Linked DNA regions of Macaca mulatta: region 2 is linked to region 1. A link is a contact called in public Hi-C data. All regions are on one chromosome and are shown on one strand. Each heading gives the region's core, a stretch centred on a gene start, on an enhancer-like site or on the middle of the called end of the contact. The rest is flanking DNA. Distances are from core to core; before and after follow the strand shown. Region 1 holds the start of FBXO28 (F-box protein 28). Region 2 holds the start of NVL (nuclear VCP like).

Evidence for each region. Hi-C and Micro-C count contacts between places; a contact is called where the count stands out from the background.
Region 2: a Hi-C map of blood shows a contact between it and region 1, with 6 times the contacts expected there. The contact joins the promoter of NVL here to the promoter of FBXO28 in region 1. A contact is called at or near these places in 5 of 14 Hi-C or Micro-C datasets (CD4 T cells, blood, cortical neurons and 2 more).

What each region holds. Positions count from the first base shown.
Region 1 is chr1:81,771,342-81,778,153 of T2T-MMU8v2.0, forward strand. FBXO28 (F-box protein 28) reads left to right here and starts at 3,457. Exons shown (of 4, transcript XM_077938541.1): 1 at 3,457-3,765. The coding sequence starts at 3,496.
Region 2 is chr1:81,983,056-81,989,867 of T2T-MMU8v2.0, forward strand. NVL (nuclear VCP like) reads right to left here and starts at 2,379. Exons shown (of 22, transcript XR_013395202.1): 1 at 2,291-2,379. It also overlaps a transcript of CNIH4 not described here.

The DNA of each region.
Region 1 (6,812 bases), core at 2,207-4,706:
ATTATGTCTAAAAAAAGATATACCTTAATTTGAAAATATTTTATTGCTAAAAAATGCTAACCATCTGAGCCTTTGGCGAGTCATAATCTTTTTGCTGGTAGAGGGTCTTACCGCAATCTAACAGTTGCTGATCGAACAGGATGGTAGTTACTGAAGGTTAGGGTGACTGCGGCAATTTTCTAAAGTAAGACAGCAATGAAGTTTGACACACTGATCGACTCTTTCACAAAGATTTTTCCATGGCATATGATGCTGTTTGATAACATCTTGCCACAGTAGAACTTTTTTTCAAAACTGGAGTCAATCTTCTCAAACTCTGCCATTGCTTTATCAACTAAGTTTATGTAATATTCTAAATCCTTTGTTGTCTTTTAATAATGATCACAGCATCTTCACTAGGAGCAGATTCCACCTCAAGAAATCAATTGCTTTGCTCATTCATAAGAAGCAACTCCTCATCCATTCAATCCATTCAAGTTTGGCTTTTTTTCTTTTTTTTTTTTTCTTTTTTGAGCTGGAATCTCGCTTTTGTTGCCCAGGCTGAAGTGCAGTGGCACAATCTCAGCTCACTGCAACCTCTGCCTCCTGGGTTCCAACAATTCTCCTGCCTCAGCCTCCTGAGTAGCTGGGATTACAGACGCATGCCACCACACCCAGCTAATTTTTGTATTTTTAGTAGAGATGAGATTTTGCCACATTGGCCAGGCTGGTCTCGAACTCCTGACCTCAGGTGATCCACCCACCTCGGCCTCCCAAAGTGCTGGGATTACAGGCATGAGCCACCGCACCCAGCCTCTATTCAAGTTTTATCATGAGATTGCAGCAACAATTTAGTCACATTTTCAGGCTTCACTTCTAATTTCAGTTATCTCGCTATTTCCACCATAGCTGCAGGAGAGGAAGAGAGATGGGGAAACAGCAACCAGTCAGAACACCTACATGTATTGATTAAATTTGCCATCTTATATGGGCATGATTGGTGGCACCCCAAAACGATTACAATAGTAACATAAAGATTACTGATCTGCCGGGCATGGTGGCTCACTCTTGTAATCTCAACACTTTGGGAGGCCAAAGCAAGGAGACTGCTTGAGCACAGAAGTTCAAGACCAGCCTGGGCAATATGGCAAAATCCTGTTTCTACAAAAAAATACAAAAACTAGCCAGGCGTGGTGGCACACACCTGTAGTCCCCGCTACTCAGTAGGCCAGGGTTGGGGGATTGCTTGAACCCAGGCGGTGGAGGCTGCAGTGAGCCATCATCCTGTCATTGCACTCCAGTCTGGGTGACACAGTGAGATGCTGCCTCAACAAACAAAAATTACTGATCACAGCTCACCATAACAGATGTAACAATAATAAAAAAAGTTTGAAATATCATAGGAATTATCAAAATGTGACAGAAAGAAACAAGGTGAATACATGCTGTTGGAAAAATGGCACCAAGAGACTTGCTCAAGGATTGACACAAATCTTCAATTCATTTTTAAAAACGCAATATCTGAGAAGCACAAGAAAGCAAAGTGTAATAATACAAAGCATGCAGCCGGGTGCCGTGGCTCACACCTGTAATCCCAGCACTTTGGGAAGCCGAGGCGGGTGGATCACGAGGTCAGGAGTTCGAGACCAGCCTGGCTAAGATGGTGAAACCCCACCTCTACTAAAAATACAAAAATTAGCTACTCGGGAGGCTGAGGCAGGAGAATCCCTTGAACACAGGAAGCGGAGTTTGCACTGAGCTGCATTGCACCACTGCACTCTAGCCTGGGTGACAAAGCAAGACTCCATCTCAAAAAATAAATAAATAAATAAATAAAGGAAAATAATACAAAGCATGCTTATCCTTCAACGTGTATTTCCTAAAGACAAAGACATTGTCTTATATGACCATAATACAATTATCCAAATTGAAAAATTTAATATGATTACAATATCATCTAATATACTGTCCATTTTTAAATTTTGCCAGTTGTTACAATAATGTTCATCATAGTTATTTCTCCCTTAATCCAGGATCCCATCCAGGACCACCCATAGATTTAGTTGTCATGTCTCTTTAGTCTCCTTTAATCTGCCACAAACCCTTAGTCTTTGTCTTTCGTAACGTTAATACTTTTGAATAATTTATGGGCCAGTCATCTAGTGATGTCTACAAATGCAACTCAAGTGTTTTTTTTTTTCATGAATACTACATTATGCTGTGTCCTTCTCAGGGTATCATATAAACAGGCATATGATATTGGCTTCTCCTATAACCGTGATGTTAGTCTCGATGATTTGGTTATGATGGTGTCCACCAAATTTCTCTATTGTAAACTTTCTTTTTTTTTTTTGGGACAGAGTCTCGCTCTGTTGCCCAGGCTGGAGTGCAGCGGTGGGCTGACAGTTCACTGCAGCCTCGAACTTCTGTGACTCAAGCAATCCTCCCATCTCAGCCTCCTGAATAGCTGGGACCACAGGTGCTGCCACCACATTTGGCGAATTTTTTGTATTTTTTTTTATAGAGATGGGGTTTCTCCATGTTGCCCAGGCTGGTCTCCAACTCCTGGGTTAAAGTGATTCTCCTGCTTCAGCCTTACAAAGTGCTGGATTACAGGCATGAGTCACCACACCCGGCCTTGTAAACTATTTCTTTTAATCTTTGTAAATAATATATAATTTATGGGGGTTATTTTGAGACAATGTAAATATCACGTTCCTCATCACGTTTACCTCCTAGTTTTAGTACCTTTTGATAATTCTTGCCTAAATCAGTTATTAGAATATAGTTCATATATGATAAAATTCATTAAAGCATATAGTAATTCAGTGGTTTTTGCATATTCATACGGTTGTGTAATCATCACCACTAATTCCAGAGCATTTTTATCACCCCAAAAATGAAACCCTTCACCTGTTAGCAGTCATTTCCCCATTTCCCCCAGCCTCTGGAGACCACTAATCTACTTTTTATCTCTATGGATTTGCCTATTTCAGACATTCTATATAAATGCAATCATACACTATGTGGTCCTTTGTGTCTAACTTCTTTCACTTAATATGTTCTCACGGTTCATCCATGTTGTAGTTCTTATTGATATTTTACACGTTTTTATTTGCCTAAATCAATCATTTCTACGATTCCTGAAAAATGGTGCTAGTCTAACTACATTATTTCCATCTACACTTATTAGGCAACATCTTTATCATCCTTTGTCAGGAAGCCCTTTAAGAAAACTGCACGGTGAAGTTCATTTTAATAAATAGTGTTTCCTTGCTCTCAAGTAGTTACTAATCTTAGACAAAAGGGTCTAGGATGATCACCTTTCTTGGGGTTTACATGATCTTCCCTGACTTCCACTTGAAAGGTATCCTGTGAGTCCTCTCCGCCTGTTACCCACAGGCTCCTCCCCACTCCTCCAGGTACCCCTTCCCCGGCGGCTGCAGGAGGAGGAAGTGACGCACCGGAAGTGTCCCTGTCCCCCTTGCAGCGGGGGTAAGGAATCAAACCCCCAAAATGGCGGCGGCGGCGGCGGAGGACCGGATGGCAGAGGAAGGAGGCGGCAGCCACGGCGACGGCGGCTCCTCTTTGGCCTCCGGCTCTACCCAGCGACAGCCCCCACCGCCCCCGCCACAACACCCACAACCGGGGTCCCAGGCGCTGCCAGCCCCGGCGCTGGCTCCGGACCAGCTGCCTCAAAACAACACGCTTGTGGCGCTGCCCATCGTAGCCATCGAGAACATCCTCAGCTTTATGTCCTACGACGAAATTAGCCAGCTCCGCCTGGTGAGGCCCCTGCACAACTCCTGCCTCCCTCTCCCCCCGGCCGAGGTCTGGGAGGGGAGAAGAAGGGAGCGCGTTCCCCGGGGAGGGATCCCCCCGCTAGCCCCAGCCGGCTACAGATCCGGGAGGGCGCCGCTCCGGTTCCGAACTCTCCCTTGCAGTCAGTCAGCAGGAGTGGGCTGGTTCCCAGTTGCGTCCTAGCTGCGGAGCTGGGGTTACTTCTTGAGGGAACTTCGCCCTCGGGGCTCCTTGCCCCCCGCCCGGAAGCGGGCCCTCTACGGGAGGGGTAGCGGAATTGGTCTTTCCACCTTCCGCCTGGCCTGAGAGTGGACCCCGAGAGGTCTTGTCGCCTGCCTTTTGTATGCCGCTTCCAGTCCCCGGCCTGGATTGGGGGAGAAAACTCAGAAGTAGGCAGATGATCCCAGCCAGGCTTGGTTTATCTTGCAAGAATAACGTATTGTTCCCCACCCCAACCACCCAAGTTTCCTTGTTCGAGAAGATTGAGTAGAGTAGGTGGCTCAGCTGCCCCACACCAGGTAGAGGTTCCGAAGAATGGAAACGTGTTTACTTAGCCTTAGCCCCAGCGCCTTAGTTGACCACTAAAGTAGAGCCTTGGGAAATGACCATTCCTGCTTTGCCTCATCCTAACGCTTCCCACCGTAGTGAAGCAACTTACCCCTTGACGGGTTTTTTCTCTTTTGCAATTTATTTTTAACTAGTGATTTACGCCCACCCACCTGCTTTAGGAGAGGTTTCTTTATACCTTAAAATCACAATAGTTCAGTCCATGATTTTTAAAAATAATGAATTTGCCATTGGGCTTTTACTTCACTCCAGAGGTTTGACTGAAGGTGTGGTGAATGTTAGTTCAGTTAGATATTTTGATGCCTTTCAATGAATGTATCTTTAAGTGGTAAATAAATTGAAGGAGGTGGACATTTTGAAATGATTGCAAACCGATTCTATGGAGAAGCTAAATCTGTGCTGGGAATTGTTTTTAAGAGGACAAAGGCATATCTCTGAATGTGCTGTGTATAACATTTCCTTATTACTCAATATGCTGTATTGTAGGCTTACTCCTCCAGTTTCAAGTGGATTATAATTGCATTTTTAAAAGAAATCGTAACTTATTTTTAAAAGAGAGCTTATAAATATCAATTCAAACTGGTGGCCAATTTTTTTTCTAGTCAACACAGCAGTTCAACGATACCAGTCTGCAGGATGGAAAATTTCTTCAGCTGAAAATAGATATTTCACAATTGATTGCCTCTGAATTTCCAAAACATTTTCATCCTAGAATTTCATGTAGAATCTTAAATATTCCTTCAGATTTTTACAAATGATGGCGTTTAATCAAAATTCGTGCTGTACCTTCATGGTGTTGGGGAAATTGGGCATATAACATTTGATTGAATTGAACCATTCAACGAGACAATGGCTTGGTAAAGCTTGGAATATTCACAGTTCTATTTTGTAAGTGTTGAGAAAAATGGAGTTTTGTTTGTTTGTTGATCATATTACTATTTAAAAAAAAAGTAAAGTTGTAGGGGGAGCAGGGGAACCAGCCTGTCCTAACCAGAGTTAAAACACATCCCACAATTTATGAATAAATGACATCTCTGTCAGGTGAGATATTCAGCTGCATTCTTAAATTTTAAGCAGTTTTCTGGCCTTTTAAGGTTATAAATTTGTAATTTCAAACAGATTTTTCATAAGGAGTCCCATTGCCCACCCCCAGGAAAAGATTCTGCCCCGTTCTACATCTGCAAATATGATTTTTTAGTAATGGGGAACTGTTTTTCTTTACTTAAGGCTAATGGATAATTCTTGAATAGATTAAATGGATAATCTTTTGTGGGGATTTGGAAGTGTCTTTGCTTGGAAGGTACGATTCAGGTAACGTTATAAAAGAAAGATGTTCTTTCTTGCCACTAGGTGTCAGCATTAATTTAATTATGATCTTTTCTGAAATTGGCAGTCAAGAGAGTGTCTAGGTGTACTGTACATGCCTTCTTAAGTAGCCATTTATACCTAAAGAATCGTTTGCAAAATATCAAGGGACTTTAGTATATGCTGCTATCTGACATATAAGTTACATAGTTCTCTTCATTGTAAGTATATTTTTTAGTGGAATTAAGGCTGGATATGCTTTGAAGGGGGTAATATTAAGAACAGAATTACTTTTCATGAAGCTAAATGTCAGCTATTAGGTAGCTGGTGAGCTAGTTTATATATTGTTCAGGGACTTTTTTTCTTCCTTCTCAGTTTACTTGTCTTATTGGGACCTCAGTTACAACTATGTTTAGCACCTAATGTAGACAACAGGTACACAATCCATGTACTTATTACTCTGCATTTTCTTTAAAAGATTTGCTCTAGGCTGAAATTGCTACAATAACATTTTTCAGTTATTTGTACTGTTTAGTTGATAATAATCTTTGTTTCCTCTTACCATGAATAACTGATTTCCAAGGGACTGTGTGAATGCCTTTTTAAATTGGATTTTTGGCTGGGCATGGTGGCTCACGCCTGTAATGCCAACACTTTGGGAGGCTGAGGTGGGCGGATCACCTGAGGTCAGGAGTTCAAGACCAGCTGGCCAACGTGGTGAAACCCCATCTTTATAAAAATACAAAAATTAGCCAGGCGTGTTGGTAGGTACCTGTAATCCCAGCTGCTCGGGAGACTGAGGTGGGAGAATCACTTGAACCCAGGAGGCGGGGGTTGCAGTGAGCCGAGATCGCCATCTCAAAAAAAATAAAAATAAATTGGATTTTTTTTGTTTTGTTTTTTTGAGACAGAGTCTTGCTCTGTCACCCAGGCTGGAGTGCAGTGGTGCCATCTCGGCTCACTGCAACCTCCACCTCCCAGGTTGAAGCGATTCTCCTGCCTCAGCCTCCTGAGTAGCTGGAACTACAGGCGCACGCCACCATGCCCTGCTAATTTTTTGTATTTTGTAGAGATGGGGTTTTACCACGTTGCCAAGGCTCGTCTTGAACTCCTGAGCTCAGGCAATCCACCCACCTAGGCCTGGATTTTTTTATTTCATT
Region 2 (6,812 bases), core at 1,129-3,628, 210 kb after region 1:
TCAGAAACTTGAATAAAGTGAAGGAGCAAGTTGTGGGATGCGGGAACATCCAGAGGAAGAGTAATTCAGAGTGAGTGAACAACGAGAACAAAGGTCCTGTGCTTGGCATGTTTGAGAAGGTCTGTGTGGTTGGAACAGGAGACGAAAAGTAAACTAGGACAACAGAGGCCAGAATATGCAGGGCTTTTCTGACTGGGTTTTACTCTAGATGTCTGTGACTCCACTGAAAGGTTTTGAGCAGGGCTATGGCAAGCTCTGATTTTTCCCTTTTTTTTTTTTTTTTAAATTATACTTTAAGTTCTGGGATACATGTGCAGAACATGCAGGTTGCTACACAGGTATACAAGGGCCATGGTGGTTTCCTGCACCCATCAACCCGTCATTTACATTAGGTATTTCTCCTAATGCTATCCCTCCCCTAGCCTAATTTTTCCCTTTAAAAGGATGTCTTGGCCACGCCTGTAATCCCAGCACTTTGGAAGGCTGAGGCGGGCAGATCAACTGAGGTCAGGAATTCAAGACCAGCCTGGCCAACATGGTGAAACCTCGTCTCTACTAAAAATAGAAAAATTAGCCAGGCGTGATGGCATGCACTTGTAATCCCACCTACTTGGGAGGCTGAGGCAGAAGAATCGCTTGAACCCAGGAGACAGAGGTTGCAGTGAACGAAAAAAAAAAAAAAAATTAGATGTCTCTGGCTGCTCTGTGGGGAATAGGCTTTAGGTAAAAGCAGACTCAGAAAGACCAGTTAGGAGGCTATTGCAATAGTATAAGGTAGAGATGATGGTTTGGACTAAGATGGTTATAGGGAAAGACAGTAAGAAGTACTTGGAATATATTTTGAAAGTAAAGCAAACCACGCTGTTGATGGATGGTATACAGGAAATGAAAGAAAGACTCAGAATGACCCTTAAGGCTTTTGGCCTTAACAACTGGACAAACGGTGGTATCACTTACCGAGATACAGAACACTAAGAAAGGGCAGGTTTGAAGGAAGAAAAAATCACAAGTTCCACTTGGCCATTTTAATTTGGAGATACGCTAACTAGGCAGCTGGATATATCAATCTGTACTTCAAGATAAAATCTGGACAGCAGATACAAATTTAGCCGTCATAAATATATAGAGGACAGGACAGCAGCTTGCACCGGTAATCCCAGCACTTTCGGAGGCTGAGGACTGATCGTTTGAGCCCAGGAGTTAGAGACCAGCCAGAGTAACATAGTGGAACCCCGTCTCTACAAATAATAATAATAATAATAATAATAATAATAATAATAAATTGGCCAGATGTGGTGGTGCACACCTGTAGTCCCAGCTACTGGGGAGGCTGAGGAGGGAGGATTGCTTGAGCCAGGGAGGCCGGGGGTGCAGTGAGCTACGATTGTGCCCATGAACAGCCACTGAACTCTAGCCTGGGCAACAGAGCGAGACTGTGTCTCAGAAAAATAAAAATAAAATGAAATAAATATATAGATAATAGAATACATAGAACTATTCAAAGGTTATTAGACTAAATGAGATCACATAGGAAGTATGGATAGATAAGAAAGGTGTATGAGGAAAGAGGAGGAAGGGAAGGGAAGAGAACAGTGGCTCAGAGCACTTCCAACATTTACAAGTTGGTAGGAAAAGATGGGTCCGAAAAGGAGATTGTTTAGGGGCTGGTGAAGTGAAAGAAAAACAAGGAGAATGTGTAGCTCACCAATTCCTAAGTGAAGAAAATTCTCTCCCGCCTTTTAACTCAGACTGCTTGTTTACATTCTAAGGTATTTGCCACACACTGCTTTTTACTGATGGTCATGAAAATGAGAAAACCGTAGGCAAAGTGCCTGTTACTGTTGCCAGACCGTGTTATCTCGTTTTAGTGTGTAAGTTCCTTGACAGCGGAAATTAACGTATTATTTATGCCACCCCTTTTCAAGGACCTCTTACAATGCGAGCGTTTGAAGACCATTCCTGTACTAACTTCACAAGTCAAAGAGGTTAAAATTCAAAGGCTAACTCCACTCTACTGAATGATCTGCGCTGAAGACGACCAGACATCCTCGGCAGCCCCACCAAGCTGCACCCTCCCACTGTCCCCGGTTTCTGCTGAGACTCCGCACCAACGTGGGTAGGGAAGGCCCCGGCACCACCAACGAAGGAGGAACAGACGCACGCCCAGACCCAGACTGGAGAAAAGAAGACTAGTTGAGTTCCACGTGGACGCCACCCGAAAAAAAGGGGAGTGGCACCCTGGGGCAGTGATCGGGGCCCTTGGCGAGACCGAGCGGTGCAGAATACACACCTGGATGACTCGTTGCTTGAGTTTATTATCCACGAACCGGGCGGGTCTAGGCTTCATCGTCTGGGTCTTCCAAAGCCACAGCTCGGACCGTCAGCTCCCAGTCAACCGGGGGCCTCGTAGGGGTTGCCCACCGCGATCGCCGGGCCAGTTGCACCTGAAAAGCGCCCCTCCTGGGGCCTAGCCCGCGCCGTTTCCGTCAGAATAAAAGTAATGCGAATGAGGCGGGGGGGAATTCCGAGGAGCGGGAGAAGACTTGCAAACCTCAGGGAGTTTCTAGGGGCCTTATTTTGCAGGCCTGCCCAGTGGGCCCTGGAAGATTAGGACCCCTTTGAACGCGCTCAACTTTATTGGTTCCCCGCCGGGCGAACCAGGCTGGAGGAAGTTCCTACCCCGGCGCAGCGTGGGGACACGCTGTCAACGCGTCGGCTGGGAAAGTTGGTTTGCTTTCCTCAGGCGTTCCGGCCGCACCTCGTTCTGATACAAAGCTAGTCTTCGCAAAGCCAGCGATGGTAGATACTTGGAGTGATAAAATCAGGGTAAAAACACACTACCAGCTGTTGCTTGCTTTCCCACGTAGTTACCTTACATTTTAGAGGCCCAACAAAAGGGCTAGGTGAAAAAGAAAAGGACGGATTTATCCTTATAACTGAGGATAACTAAGTCATTTGTTACTTTCAGAACTCGTTTTACTTACGCTGTTATCATCGGCAGGTAATTTGTTGAATATATCCAGTGCAAGACTCCTTGGCCCAGATTTTATCAAACATTTGTATTTGCCCCAAGAAGTTTATCCTGCACTTAGGGAGACACAAAGGGATAGTTACCAAGCACTAAAAAAAAAAAAAACAAAAACAAAAAACAAACAAACAAAAAAAACGGGCTTTAGTTTCTGTCTTCTTGTTTATTTCTTCCGTGTTTTGAGTATTCTTATTTCAGGTCCTACTTGGCTCATGACAAGGTGAAGTGCAGTATATTAAGGGGCAGAGGGGAAGAGAGAAAATGGAATTAAGAGAATCACACACAAGGGTGTGAGGCCGGGCGAGGTGGCTCTCACCTGTAATCACAGCACTTTGGGAGGCCAAGGCGGGCAGATCACTTGAGGTCAGGAGTTCACGACCAGCCTGGCCAAGATGGTGAAACCTTGTCTCTACTAAAAATGTAAAAATTAGCACTGAATTAAGTATTAGATTTCTCACCCAAAATATTGGTCCCTTTGGTTGCAACTTCATTTCTTCTTCACTATATATACTGTTTTATTTTTATTTTTTTTAGTTGTGGTAAAATATAAGAACATTTACAATCTTAAACATTTTAAAGTGTGCAGTTTAGTGATATTAATACATTCATAATATGCAAGCATCACTGCCATCTAGCTCCAGAACTCTTTTCATCTTGTAAAACTGAAACTCTATACTAATTAAAAAATAACTTCCCATTCCTCCCTCCCCCCAGCCCCTGGCAACTGCCATTCTACTTACTGTCTTCATGATTTTGACTACACTAACTTCCTCATATAAGTGGAATCTTCCCATATTTGACTTTTGTGAGTGGCTTGTTTCTTAGCTTAATGCCCTCATATAGCATGTGTTAGAATTTCCTTCTTTTCTTCTTTTTTTTTAGAAGGAGTCTTGCTCTGTTGCCCAGGCTGGAGTGCAGTGGCACAATCTTGGCTCACTGCAACCTTCACCTCCTGGATTCAAGAGATTCTAACACCTCAGCCTCCTGAGTAGTTGGGACTACAGGTATGTGCCACCATGCCCGGCTAATTTTTTGTATTTTTAGTAGAAATGGCATTTTGCCATGTTGGCCAGGCTGATCTCGAACTCCTGACCTCAGGTGATCCACCTGCCTTGGCCTCCTAAAGTGCTGGAATTACAGGTATGAGCCACTGCACCTGGCCTTTCCTTCACTTTTAAGGTGAGTAAAATTTGGCTCTTTTGCCATTCTGCCTTTTGCCATGGGATGACACAGCAAGAAGGCCCTCACCAAATAACAACTCCTTGATATGGGACTTTCCAGCCTCCTTGCATTCATTTGACAAGTGTATATTGAGTGCCTACCAGTTTCAGTCTCTGCTCTGCGCTTTAGGCTTGTGGGGAAAAGTGGAAGAATTATAACTGTAACTTTTTATAACATTTTAAAAGTTAGATTAGTTATTTATATGCTTGATTACATTAAATGTTAGGAAAGATTCTCTACAGCATATAGTACAAATTTAGTCAATGCTTAGTAATTTTTAAAATGAAATGTAATTCTTTGCGTGCCAAATGTCCAACATAGAATGAAAACACACTGAGGCCGGGCATGGTGGCTTATGCCTATAATCCGAGCATTTTGGGAGGCAGAGGCAGGTGGATCACCTGAGGTCAGGAGTTCAAGACCAGCCTGACCAATGTGGTGAACCCCTGTCTCTACTTAAAAATACAAAATTATCTGGGCGTGGTGGCACATGCCTGTAATTGTAGCTACTTGTGAGGCTGAGGCAGGAGAATCACTTGAACCTGGGAGGCAGAGGCTGCAGCGAGCTGAGATCATGCCATTGCACTCCAGCCTGGGCAACAAGAGCAAAACTCCATCTCAAATAAACAAACAAATAACCACATTGAAAGGCCTAGTAGCATCACAACGTGTACTAGGCAACATAGTTTATTCGTCTATAATTTGTCATAGAATACTATCCTACACTTAGGGTTGATTTCATGGGTATGTGACCTGTGCAGTCACATGGCCCTGTCCTCAGAAGGGCCCCACAGGTGGTTTAATGCTCTACTGTTGCCATCTTGAAATACTTTCTGAAAAAGCTGTCCCTTATTTTCATTTTGTACTGGGTCTTACAACTTATGTAACCAGCCCTTCGTATGTAAACTTGAAGTACTCTAGAATGCTGCCTTCTTATTCCTTTTTTTTTTTTTTTTTTTTTTTTGAGGTGGTGTCTCACTCTGTCGCCAGACTAGAGTGCAGTGGTATAATCTTGCCTCACTGTAACCTCGGCCTCCCAGGTTCAAGCGGTTCTTCTGCCTCAGCCTCCCAAGTAGCTGGGACTCCAGGTGCACGCCACCATGCCCAGCTAATTTTTGTATTTTTAGTAAAGACGGGGTTTCACCATATTGGCCAAGCTGGTCTCGAACTCCTGACCTTGTGATTCGCCTGCCTCGGCCTCTCAAAGTGCTGGGATTACAGGCGTGAGCCACGGCACCCAGCCACCTTCTTAAAGGCAGGGAATGTGTTGTTCATCTCATTACTGCTTCAGGTGCAGAAGGCAATAATTGAAAGTGAATTAATACTAGATGATAATATGCTCAAACATTTCCCGTTGGAATTAGCTCATCAATTATTGCCCTGAAGACCATTTTACATTGATTCCAATGTTTGGATTTACAGTATCATGCATCAAAACCAAAAAGATTACTGAACAGTAACCTAAGAGCATATACACTTCAAGCACTTCCCTTTTTAATTGAAACATCCTCCATTCTTCAGTGGTGGTGTAACCCCACCTAGTGGTGGTGGCATATTTTATCTTTTGTCTTTCACACTTTCATTCTCCTAAACCTCATACAGTATTTCACTAGCAAACAGCTTCTGGTCTAATTGTGCTTCATAACTAGGGTGATTTATGTCCAGATTTGCTCAGGACAGTCCTGATTTTTGCCTGTTGATTCAGCAAAATTATTACTAGTATCCCCTTTGTGGAAATACATGAAGACTATTTGAAGACTACATGAGAAGAGGTGAAGACTATTTGTTCAGAGTTTGCTATAACAAGGGAGTCAGCCACCATCACTTGCGTTTTGTCAGAGCCTCAAAAACAGAGAAGTGGGAAAACTTTACAGTGGGGAATAGGGGAAGGCTTCAGGTGTGCCCTAACTGAAGACTGTTGTCATAGGGAAGCTATAGGTGGGGTAACTAGAAGTAGCAGAGCATCCTATGTGTTTGGTTGGGATGCACAGTTGGTTTTCTTTTGGTCCTATGTTGACAGCAGGTCCAAAAATTTAAAAAGCTATCATTTTTTAATAAAGTTCTTGCCATCTGGGGCCATTTGTTACAGGGGTTGTTGCTGGGTTCCTGGATTGTTTCCTAGTGACAGTGATCTAACTTCCTACATGTCTGATTTGTAGATGATAGATTGGTTTTCTGGTCTGGTTGTTGCAGATTGTGAGTCAGAGTTCTATTTTTGCATATGGTCTGGCCATTTTTCATTCACATGTTCAGTGTCTTCCTGTTATCTCTCTAAAACGTTCCAGTTTGGACAATGTAGGACCACTCTATGTGTAGTAGGAACATGGAGAAAAATATGAAGTTTGCATGTCAGAGGATCCTTACTGAGATGCAGAAATGAGGCCTGCCTGCTTGCTGGGAGCTGGAGACTGAGTTCTGTTCTGTTCTGTTCTGTTCTTTTTTGAGACAGGGTTATATGGTTTGGCTGTATCGCCACTCAAATCTCATCTTAAATTGTAGCTTCTGTAATTCTTATGAATTGTGGGAAGGACCCAGTGGCAGGTAAATGAATCATAGGGGCGGT